2 separate regions of the Zea mays genome follow, and region 1 is linked to region 2. A link is a contact called in public Hi-C data. All regions are on one chromosome and are shown on one strand. Each heading gives the region's core, a stretch centred on a gene start, on an enhancer-like site or on the middle of the called end of the contact. The rest is flanking DNA. Distances are from core to core; before and after follow the strand shown. Region 1 holds the start of LOC100240698. Region 2 holds the start of LOC100279725 (Transcription factor GTE7).

Region 1 (5,466 bases), core at 2,867-5,366, 270 kb after region 2:
GAGTAAAATAATTTTAGGTTTGATGAAGTCTATAAAAAGAACTAACAATATTTACGATACTGAATAAATATATAGTCGTAGAATATGTTCCCAGTACATATACTTAAAGACATAGATGTCAATATTTTTTTTTTGAAACTTAACCAAACCTATCAGAAAAGTTTGATCTATCCAAAACCCAGAATTATGTTTTCGCAAGACGGAGTAGGGAGTAGTAGATTTTGGTGGAAACCCCAACCCAAATTCGAATATGATGGTTTCTTATTAGGTATGCGTTGATATTTGATTCGGTTTGTTCCGGGTGTTGCTGTAGTCGGTTTGTAAATGGACCGAGCCGAACTGGATTGTTATCTTAACAAGCTAGAACGTACGTCAGGAGAGAACTGTATTTCTCTCCTAACTGCTTTGCCTGAACAATGCACTTTCTGCAGTATGCAAATTAAGAAGGATGTTTGATTTATAGAGACTATTCATTTTATTACATTATAGTTCCTAAATTACTAAATACAGAAACTAAAATATAAAGTTTTAGGGCGTGTTTGGTTTTCTTTAGTCCAGGAGCTAAAGTTTAATTAGAGCACTAAACCCTAAATCCCTACCTTATTTGGTTCTAAGGAATAAAAGTATTTAGAACATGTTAAATTAATCATAAGAGAACCAAAATACCCCTAGCATTTTCCCTCATTAGTGAAACTGAAATAAAGTAGGAGCAAAAGTGGAATTAATATGGTTTAGTTCCTTTTAGTCGCCTCTTGAGAGACTAGAGACAAATAATTTATCCATATTTTAGTCTCACCGTTTAGCAATTTAAAAAATAAATTAGACTAAAACGGAAGGACTAATCTTTAATCCCTCAAACTAAATAATGGGACCTTAGTTTCCGTATTTGATAATTTAAAGACTAAAATGGAATAAAATATAAAGACTAAAAAATAGTTTGTAGAAACTAAACACCCTTAAATGGTACAAAAGATTGACGAGTCGTAGACGTTACTTTTTTAAAAAGGAAAAGAAAAAAAAATACTTACTAATAGTGAGATGCAGCACGCCTAGCTATTCTGCATTGATGCGGAGGGTGAAAAGCAGGGAGAAACACATTCATTCTGATTGAGGAATGCAGTATAGAATAAAGATTAAGGCCTGTTCTGTTTCCACGGAATAGAGCTCTGGAATAGTTCCTAGACTTCTCTAATTTATATAAATTTTGATGAGCTGGAAACAAATCTTGGTTCAATCCTAGAGAAAGGAACAGGCCCTAAAGAGTGTAACCTGTACCGCGAGGAAATAAACATCAGTATAAAATCTCTGATACATGCATTCTATATATGCAGGAGCAAAGATGTCTTGAAATCAAGCAAACCAATTAGCTAGCTCACCGAGGGCTTATTTGGTAACGTCTTGATCAAAGGGAGTTATGCAGGGCACGTTCGGTTCCTCCAGAACGGGTCGAGATGATTCGCTAATTTATATAATCTTCATATGCTGGAACAATTCCTATCTGCAATCTAGACTAACCGAACAGGCTCAAGAGGATTAAATCTCTCCCTAGTTAAAATTAAATGGAAGAGATTTAATCTCTCAACTCCCTTAGATCCAAACGCAACCGAACCAGAATCCTGAGATGAAACGAGATCTCCATTGATCCAAACGCAACCGAACCAGAATCTTGCAGGCACACGGCTGCTGTTCCATCGCTGCTGGCCGCATGCCGGTGCCCTTCTTCGCCGCCATCGGTTTGCCAGTGCAGTCGGCATGCCGGCGGGTCAGGTTAGAACTCGCCGTTAACCAGTCGGTGCCACTGCCTCAGGAGCGGTTAATTCTAAATAAACAACAACAACAACAACAAAGTAACAGCAACATGCTAGTACCTAAACGGGTGGAATGACCACAGGCACCCTGTGTTACTTTGCCACATCGACAAGCTCACGGAGGACGCAGCAGGTGACAGAACTTCTGAAGCAACCCAGAGCTGACAGTGGACGCAACGAGTTGCTTAAATGTTTAGTACGCTTCAATAGTTTCAACAGACAGTGGACGCAACGAGTTGCTTTTGATGCAAGACATGCCAGATTATTATGTACACGGATTCTTGAGACGCCTATTTTTTTTTTAAGTATTTACAGGAGGAGGGGCATTGTCCGACGTCGATCCACGGCGGCGCGGCGCCACTCATAGCAGCCCAAAGGTGTTCTCGCCGCTGTAGGTCATGTAGAGGAACCCGTCCTCGTCCTTGTTCTCCTCGTAGATGGCAGACATCAGGGCAGCTGCATGGACAAGAAAAAGTAACAGCATTGTACACACGGGCACCATGGACAGGTAGGTTTTATTTTGTTTTTCCCCACGATGGTATGGCAAACCTGTTGGTGGGAGGGTGTTCTTCACGAAGATGAAGATCGCCTTCTCGGCGCTGAGCTTGATGCGCTTCCGCACCACGTACACAAACTGTCCCACTGTGAGGTCGGCGGGGACAAGGTACCTGCATGCAAGCAATCGCATGTTACTTGGAGGCACACAGATGCTGCAAGCTGGTCTTGGCTTGTACCGATAAGCAAGAGTTCCTTCTGAATTGGTTAATGCTGGAAGATGGTAGAAGCAAGGGCCAAGGGATACGCTAATGCAGCAAACAATCAATCTCTAGATGGCAACTTGCACAAGGAACAGACAACAGACTCTTGGTTGGGAGTAGAGATAAACAACTTCAAAGGCATGATTGGCACAACTGCACAAGGGATAATGCCTACATCCAGCAGTTTTGCATTATGAAGAGTTTGACAAAGTCGACGACGACAATCGGTAAAACTACTTTCAGAAGTACAGGGAAAAAAATTGCAATGTCAGGAAAAACCATAAAAGTCAAGAAATGCAATTGAAATAATCTTGAAATGGTTCGGAACTGACTTTTTCTTGTCGATGTCTGGGATGTCACTCCTCTCGGCCTTCTCAACAATGACCTACATTACCCGATTTGGATGAGAACAAAAGCTATATCGTGGAAAATGATCAGAGGGCATGGATAACAATTACTTAAGGCTTACAGGAATTCTATCGGGGTACTTCTCCCTGATGCGGTTAGCCTCAGCTTGCCTCCTTTCTACAAACATAGAACATAGGTATAATGAGAATTCAGACATTTTAAGGCGAAAGGGTACATTTGTATAACCCCCAAGTGTTGAATAAGAACCATGCAATGGTAAGGCATGCACAGGAAACAGACAAACCATTCCGCGGATGTAGGTACAGCCTAAACCTGATAAGATAATGTAAACTGGGGAGTTACAGCTTGAGAACGAGTTCGGAAAAATTTAGCAACGAAGAGCACCAGATGCAAATGATGGAATTTACTAGTTGCTGGAGTCGGTACGAACTGTGCCGGATCATGTTAAGCTGCTACACAACACAGCAAACTGTGGGTGCCACAGCCTATGAATCGCCTAGTGCAGATTACCACGAGCACTCCATCAAAGCTGCAGATTCCCACCACGCCCCCCCCCCCCCCAAACAAAAATAAAACATGTATCCAACCATCACAGGATCGCGAAACGATAGAACAGACCAACCCCCGCCCGCCCCCAACAAAGCTTTGCTTATATAACCTAGGAAATTCAAGGAATCGATTGATTGATAGGTCCGCACGGGGTACCATCTACCAGTACCAGCCAAACAACCGAAACCCTAGCACGACCAATAACAAGAGCTGAAGCCCGGATGAGGAGGGGGGAATCAGGAATCGGAGGGACGAACCGAAGGGGTGCTCCAGCTTGAACGAGCTCCTCGCCATCGCTCCTGCTCCTCTTGGTCTCTCGATCGCTGGCGTAATAGAGAGCAGCTACCTGGAACAGAAAAAACAATCGGGTAGGGTCAGGAGGCGCGGGGAAATCGACAGAAACGGTGGAGGGCGGCAGGCGCTCACGGGATGGATGGATGGAAGGCTGGAGCGGCGGCTGATTGGACGTGGGATTGCCGGCGGAGGGGAAGGCGAGAGGGAAGAAATGGTGGGGGAGGAGTGGGGATTGGGAGTTGCTTGGTTAAATGCTACGCGCACGCAAAGGGTAGCGTACGTCGCTTTGCCCCGCTTCCCACGGGGACGGATGGGGAATGAGGTGGACAGCAGGAGGCTTCTTTGGATTGGATCGCTGGACTGGAATGAATTGCACGGATAAGTCCCGCCAGGCCGCCACCACTCCGCCTCGTTTTCAGTTTTCCTTTGTGTCCCACAAGGGTTAACTATTTCGTTTTTTTCTACTTCGTATTTTTTTGCTCAGCAAAAAGATCTTTCAAATTTCTCAACCAATTTGCATTTTAACGTTTTTTAAAACGAAAATCGGATTTTTTTTACCGAAATCCGTGACGAAATTGGGTATCTTTACTAAAAATGATAATTGAGTTTAAAAAAATTAAAGTTCTGATAGGATTTGTTTGTAATGCGTATGGTTTTTTACATTAAAAACGAATTTCGAATTTCTTGGCCGAAAAACTATAATTCTCGGCGAATTTCATAAATTAAAATTAAATATGGGACATATTAAAAAATATCTATTTTTTCGGCGAATTTCTTGGCCGAAAAACTATAATTCTCAGCTTTTGTTCCCTAGTCTTCAGCGTGTCTCGTACTACACAACTGCCAAAACAGAAGAGCAGAATTTTGATCAGGACAAGTATGATAAATCGGGAAAAAACTCACTTACAATGGATCGGGAAAAAAAACTCACTTCAAACTGCCAAGATGCAAGATCTTGCATGCAGTAGTACCATGCAATCACACTCTGTAGGCTAGAGCAACTACTAGAGTTTGTTATCTACTTCGCTAGACGCCATTTTCAGTGGGAGCTTACTATCGAATCTGTTTAGCTACCATTTTTCTGTTATGAAATGGTTTCGGGTTATGAAGGAAAAATCAGGCCCGGACGGAGGCACGTGCGGCCGGTGCCCACGAACAGGGCCTCAATCCTCCAAGCCCCTAAAATAATAGTCATCAATAGTTTAATCAATACACAGTTCAGTAATTAGCTCAGTAAGGAAAATAAATCAACTAATCTCTAAGCAAATCTTCTTCTCATGAGTCAAATCAGTTGTTTGTATGGTGTCTTTGTCTTTGATCACGACTACATCTCCATTTAAACGTAAATATCGTTCAAGATTTTATTTTTAAAGAATAATACTATCCAAGTAAAATTATACAATACAAAATTGAATAGACAGCTAGACACAACTCTTAATATAATATTTTTATCATACTATTATAGCCTATATTAGTATAGTTCTAGTTTATAGATTGATATTCCGGAATTTTGTATAGGACCTTAGATTTTACTGGCCCGGCCCTGCCTTCACCCATTCTTTCAAAAGACATGTTATATGTATGCATACGCATGAAACCATCTAATTATTTCCTTTTCATAATGATAGCAACAATGTCATGCACGAAGGAAGCCAACAATAGCACACCATAGGCTAAGATGTAGTAAG
Region 2 (5,336 bases), core at 2,746-5,245:
TGTTGGAAATAGCCTTCACCATCTTCATACTCATATTAAAACTCCATTTTATGCAAAACATTGCTTTGGATGACTATGAGTGAATTGTTGGACACAGTGTTAGAGCTAGTTTGGAATCTATCCACTTAGATGACATTTGAATAAATTTAAATGCCCTTTCTAGCCTTTACCTAGAATAAGAAGTCCACTTAGATGGCATTTGAATAAGATAGTTATTTATGTAGTTTTCTCTTCCTAGGTTTAGAAACTTAAATTCTCTTGGTTTGAATAAGATATTTAATTATTTATGGGAAGTTTTCTCTTTCTGTTTTCCCCTGCTCTCAAACTAGCTCAGGATTAGAGGGAATTGAGATTCTAGAATCCTCTTTCTATTCATTTTTAAATAGAAAGGGGATTCTAGTCCATTCACGGCTCCTTTGGTAACATAAGAATTAAGGAGAAATAAAACTAATTTTCACTCCAATCTACTTCAATTCTCTTGTCGCCAAATAAGCCACCTTAGAGTGCAGGGCCCAACACCTGCATCCTGTAGGAGCTCACTAACAAAAGAGAAAGTGATCACACTTATATATAACTATTAACTGGTGCGCGCCCCACGTGCTCTAAAAAACTGTAATATAAGTGATAATGACAATATATCATTTGCAAAATCAATATGCATATTTTGTAATATAAGTGATAATTCATCAAGTTAATTCATATATATGAGAAGGTAGAACAATTCTTGTTAAACGGACTTAGGTAATTTATGACAAGGCTAAAATGTTGGATGCGAACAACCTGATTTTTCTGCTTGTGCTTGGTTATCTGCTGAAACTCTTTGTCTAGCTCTTTGCCTTCATCAAAGATTTATAACAACAAACCTTACAATCAGCAAGATCAATGTAGCCAAGTTCATGTAACTTCTTAATGAGAAGCTTCTAAGAGCTAATAAATGGATTGCAACGCGTACCAAGGTGACATTTGTTAATTGTTTAACCTCAGCTTGAAATTGAAACACCTCAGACAACAAATATTTGAGTAAATCTATTATAGTTGCGAGGTCTGAAGAAAAAAAATACAGGGGCAAGGTTCCAATATACCAAAACAAAAATGTATTTCTATAAAGTTTTAGGACAAATGCATGAAGGACAATGAATTAGTTGTTTATTGACTTCTCTATGCCATTTAGTTGAATTCAAACTACAACATATATTATTTTGTCACCATGTAATCAAGCAAAGCATATTTTAAAGCATTTTGGGTTAGCACAACTTGAGGCATATTCAACCATAGCAATAGTGTCAGTACCACACCAAGACAATTACATTGTGCTAACAATACTACATATTGCGCTAGTGAATTGTTCCTTTATCTGGGCAGTTGTTTCTCACCTGATTTTGCAACAGTACCTGTACCTGGCGTATGGAGGTGGCGACAACTGTCTCCCAGTTGCGCTACCCAAAATGTGGGGAGAGTGAGCGAGCGAACACACGCGAGGTGAACAGGAGAAGAAAGGCAAGCGGTGAACATGAGTTCTGATGCGGTGGCCGGTGGCAGCCTGCAGATCGACGGTATTTCAGTGTGTCGGCACCAAATCACGGCACTCCAGCGAACTTTTTCTGATGCGCCCATACCGGCTACCGCAGTTTCCCATCTGTTCCGAGTTATAAGTGATTTTAACTAAATTATAAATTACTTTAGCCTTCCTGAAAGAGTTCGAAGACTCAAGAGTATTTTAACCAAATTTATGTAATAAAAGTGTCATTTATTAATTATATTTCAAAGTGATAACTATTTGGTGTCATAAATGTTATAAGTTTGACTGTTGATATGATTTGACTCCCCCCACCCCCAAAAAAAGAATAAATTATACTTTAGAACAAAGAGAGTAGTAGTACAAAGAAAGCAGCAGACGTCATGAAGAAATGCCCCGGCCGGCATTGCTACTTTTCCTCTTTGTTCCAGCTTATATTCCCCTCTTTACAGAAGCCTCCCAATCTACCCAAGCATCTACCACCTACCCATCACCCAAGTACCGACAACCTAAATGCTGCACCCACACATACACAGACGAACACAACCACTTGCATTGCATGAACAAGAGTTCCCTACAGGCTTCTCTATACCGTTCTTCAAAACGCCTCATCAAATGGAACCTTTTCAGTCACCTACTCATCGCTAATCCTACAGTACAGTCAGATAAAACAGCAACAACAGCCACACCTAGTGCGGGGCGCTGGCATCGTCCCCGTCAGAATCGGAGTCCGAGTCGGAATCTGCAAGGAATTTTGTTTTAACGAGTTAACGAGCTACTCAATCGATAACTCTGCATTCCATTCATGGTGACAGATTACTCATTTGAGCTGTACCGCTGGATGAAGACGAGCCACTTCCTGATCCGCTTGAGCTGCTGGCAGCCGCCGGGGAATCCCTCTCGATCTCCACTGACTGGTAATTCACTGTCGGCATCTCGTCGCCTATATCCACGTAATCGTCGACCATCTCGGCCTCCATTTCTTTCTCTGGAACGTCAGCCTGTCCAAAAACGAAACGAAACGAAACAAAACAGGATCAACATCGGAATGCAGTCCAAACATCACTGGTTAAAAAGACCATATAAAAACAGCCAGAGCCCTTCTGAATGCCATACCGACTCTCCGATCTCGACCGCCACGGACGGATTGACAGCAACCTCGACCATGTCGTCGTCGTCCGGAACAACTGTCACATCGATGGCGTCTCCATTCACCGCCGCGGCAGCATCGCCATTCACCATAGAGTTCCGCTGGCTCTTCTTCAGAGCCTTCCTCCAATTGACCACGAACCGATCGAGCTCCCAGAGGGTCTCCATATCCAGCTCGTCGAAATCGAGCTCGACAACCTCCCCAGTGAACGCTGGATCGCTGTTCCTCTTCTGCACAATCTGCAGCACATTCAGCATCTTCTCCTCGGGTAAGTTCTCGATCTCTACCCTCAGCTTCTGCTTCTCCTCCTCGTCCATCTCCCTCTTGTTTGGCTCCCGGGCCTTGGGCTTGGGCCTCCTCCCGCCCCCACCCATCCTCGGGGGCGCTTGCACTGGCACAGAGACGACCGGGAGCTGTGGCGGCGGCGGCAAATCGGGCTGCATTGGTGGCTCGAGCTGCTGGCGCTGCTGCTCGAACCACGAGACGGCCTCCTTGTACATCCCCTCGAACGAGGCGAGGAGGTTGCCGGCGTACCTGTGCACGTGGTGGTCGGGCGGGTTGTACCGCAGCGCGTTGTTGAAGGTGAGCCGGACGTCGCCAGCGAACGCCTCGTGCGAGGGGTACCGGCCGGCGGTGAGGTTCTGCTTGACGGTGCCGAGATCCATGGGGCTCCGGATGATGGCGCGGTAGTCGTGCAGCTTGAGGCCCTCCACGTCGACCGGGGAGTTGAACCACACGCTCTTCTTCGACCTCCGCAGCCGCATCAGGATGTCCGCGCACCGCTTCCGCATCGCCTCCACCAGCGCCGGCGGCGGGGACGGGCCGCGCGCGGGGGGCTCGGGGCCCCGGCGCCGGCGCTGCCCGTCCTGCCACGAGTCGATGCGGGAGAGGAAAGCGCGGACGCGGCAGAGCTCGCTGGTGAGCCGCGCGCGGAGGTGCCGGGCCTCGGCGGGGGTCATTTCCGACGGCCTGAAGTTCAGGTGCCCCGAAGGCGACGGCGAGGGCTCGGCCGCGACGGCCGGAGCGGCCCGCGGCTCCGGCGGCGAGCCACTGGGGATAGGGTTTGGGCCCGCGCGGTGGCGCCTAGGGTTAGGGTTGGAGGACGGCTTGGGCATGAGCGGGACGCGGGCGCCAGCCCATTGGCGGTGGTGCTGATGCGCCTGGTGGACCTCATTCCGGCCGGCGAGGACTGCGGAGGTCATCGCCGGCGGCGGGGGCGGGGGAGGAGGCTGCGGCGCGCGATCTCACGATCTCCGTCGCATCGCTTTGGGTCTGGCTGGGCCTGGGCTTCGCGGGCATATCGGGCTCGGGCGCGACCCGTTCGGAAATGGTGTTGCGGGCGAGGATGAGAGGAGCGGAGTGGGGGTGCTTTAAATAGCAGCGTGGGTGCTGCCCGCGCCGGTCCGGGCAGGATCTGAGCCGTTCTCTGGAGGATCCGACAGTCAGTGATGGCAGTCCCGTGACCGCGGGCAGCGGAGCGTGGAGGGAGGGGATGCTGGGCGTGCCACGTGGAAGCCATCTGAGGACTGGTCGAGCTGTGCGAAATGCTACGAGGACGCAGGCGGTTTGTGTGGTGGTTGAAAGCTTGAAACTTGGGACGGACCAGATGACGTGTGTGTTAGGGAGTCGTGGGCCCCGGAAGCAGTGGAAGTGGGTGCACAAAGTGCGCGTATGCTGAGTGAGCGTGAGAGTTTTAGGTCGAGCTTCTCGCGCGAGTTTGGACCACACAAATTGTGTGCGTCTCACGAGCAGTCCGACTTCTGCGATCATTTTGGTGTATTTATTCAGAGTTTCAGACACAGCCCTGAAAGTTCTTAAGAAGACCACGGTGAATTCAGCCTTTTTTCCTAATTAGTATTTCAAAGGTGACATAAATGCACTGTACCTCACCACGTTATGTGAATATCATATTACGTGTAATTTAAAGTCTGAAGTCGTGGAGTGGTGACATGTCACGTGCATATATGTTAGACGATTAAAAAATCTAAATAGCTCTCTAGCATATCCACATCAGTTAGTTGTATAACTAAATTATTTATTATTATAGCTACTAAGGCTGTCTCCAGCGAGTAGTGTAAAATAGAGGACGTGAAACTGTATATGACAATGTTTGCAAAATTAAGTTAGAAATAAGGGATGAAATAAGGAACCTACCGGACATAGCCTAACAACCCGTGTCGAATGACAAAAGAAAAGGAAGATATTGCTAGCTAGAAGGAGGAAAAAGGAAAAATGATAAACAATGTTGCACAAGCAGGATTCAAACTTGTCAAACTTGCAACTTGCTTCTACAAATATCAGGTTTTAACCATCACACCACATATTACTTGGTGTTCATAATATAATATATGCGTATTAAAAGATTAGATATGGCTGGTGCCATACTCAAGCATAATGAGTTCTCCGCCACCTAATTCTCTTAAATAACTCCATAATAGGTTTATAGGTTGTTTGGTTGTTCTCTCATATAACTCCATAATAGGTTTATAGGTTGTTTTACAAACATACTTCATACTAGCCTAATTAACTAGCTTACGTGTATGGGTACATTTTGCAACCCGCACCTCACCACCGTTACTACCCCTTAGGCACCACCAAACCTAAGCTCCACTGAAGGCACCTCCATCAACCGAGCTTTGAGGGGTTCTACCAAAAAGGACCTAGGTCTAT

What was found. A called contact is a pair of places that touch in the nucleus more often than the background predicts.
Region 1: a Hi-C map of ear shows a contact between it and region 2, with 3 times the contacts expected there. The contact joins the promoter of LOC100240698 here to the promoter of LOC100279725 in region 2. A contact is called at or near these places in 10 of 25 Hi-C or Micro-C datasets (bundle sheath, ear, endosperm and 4 more) and 1 of 3 datasets of contacts at active chromatin or transcription factors (leaf).

What each region holds. Positions count from the first base shown.
Region 1 is chr4:29,946,950-29,952,415 of Zm-B73-REFERENCE-NAM-5.0, forward strand. LOC100240698 reads right to left here and starts at 4,117. Exons shown (of 6, transcript NM_001144024.1): 1 at 3,911-4,117; 2 at 3,742-3,830; 3 at 3,036-3,091; 4 at 2,899-2,951; 5 at 2,358-2,476; 6 at 1,866-2,264. The coding sequence starts at 3,778. The coding sequence ends at 2,170. It also overlaps the pseudogene LOC103655191.
Region 2 is chr4:29,679,288-29,684,623 of Zm-B73-REFERENCE-NAM-5.0, forward strand. LOC100279725 (Transcription factor GTE7) reads right to left here and starts at 3,996. Exons shown (of 3, transcript NM_001152684.1): 1 at 2,633-3,996; 2 at 2,352-2,517; 3 at 1,902-2,258. The coding sequence starts at 3,868. The coding sequence ends at 2,206. It overlaps LOC103653000 (a long non-coding RNA gene), which reads left to right. Exons shown (of 2, transcript XR_565181.4): 2 at 1,389-2,187.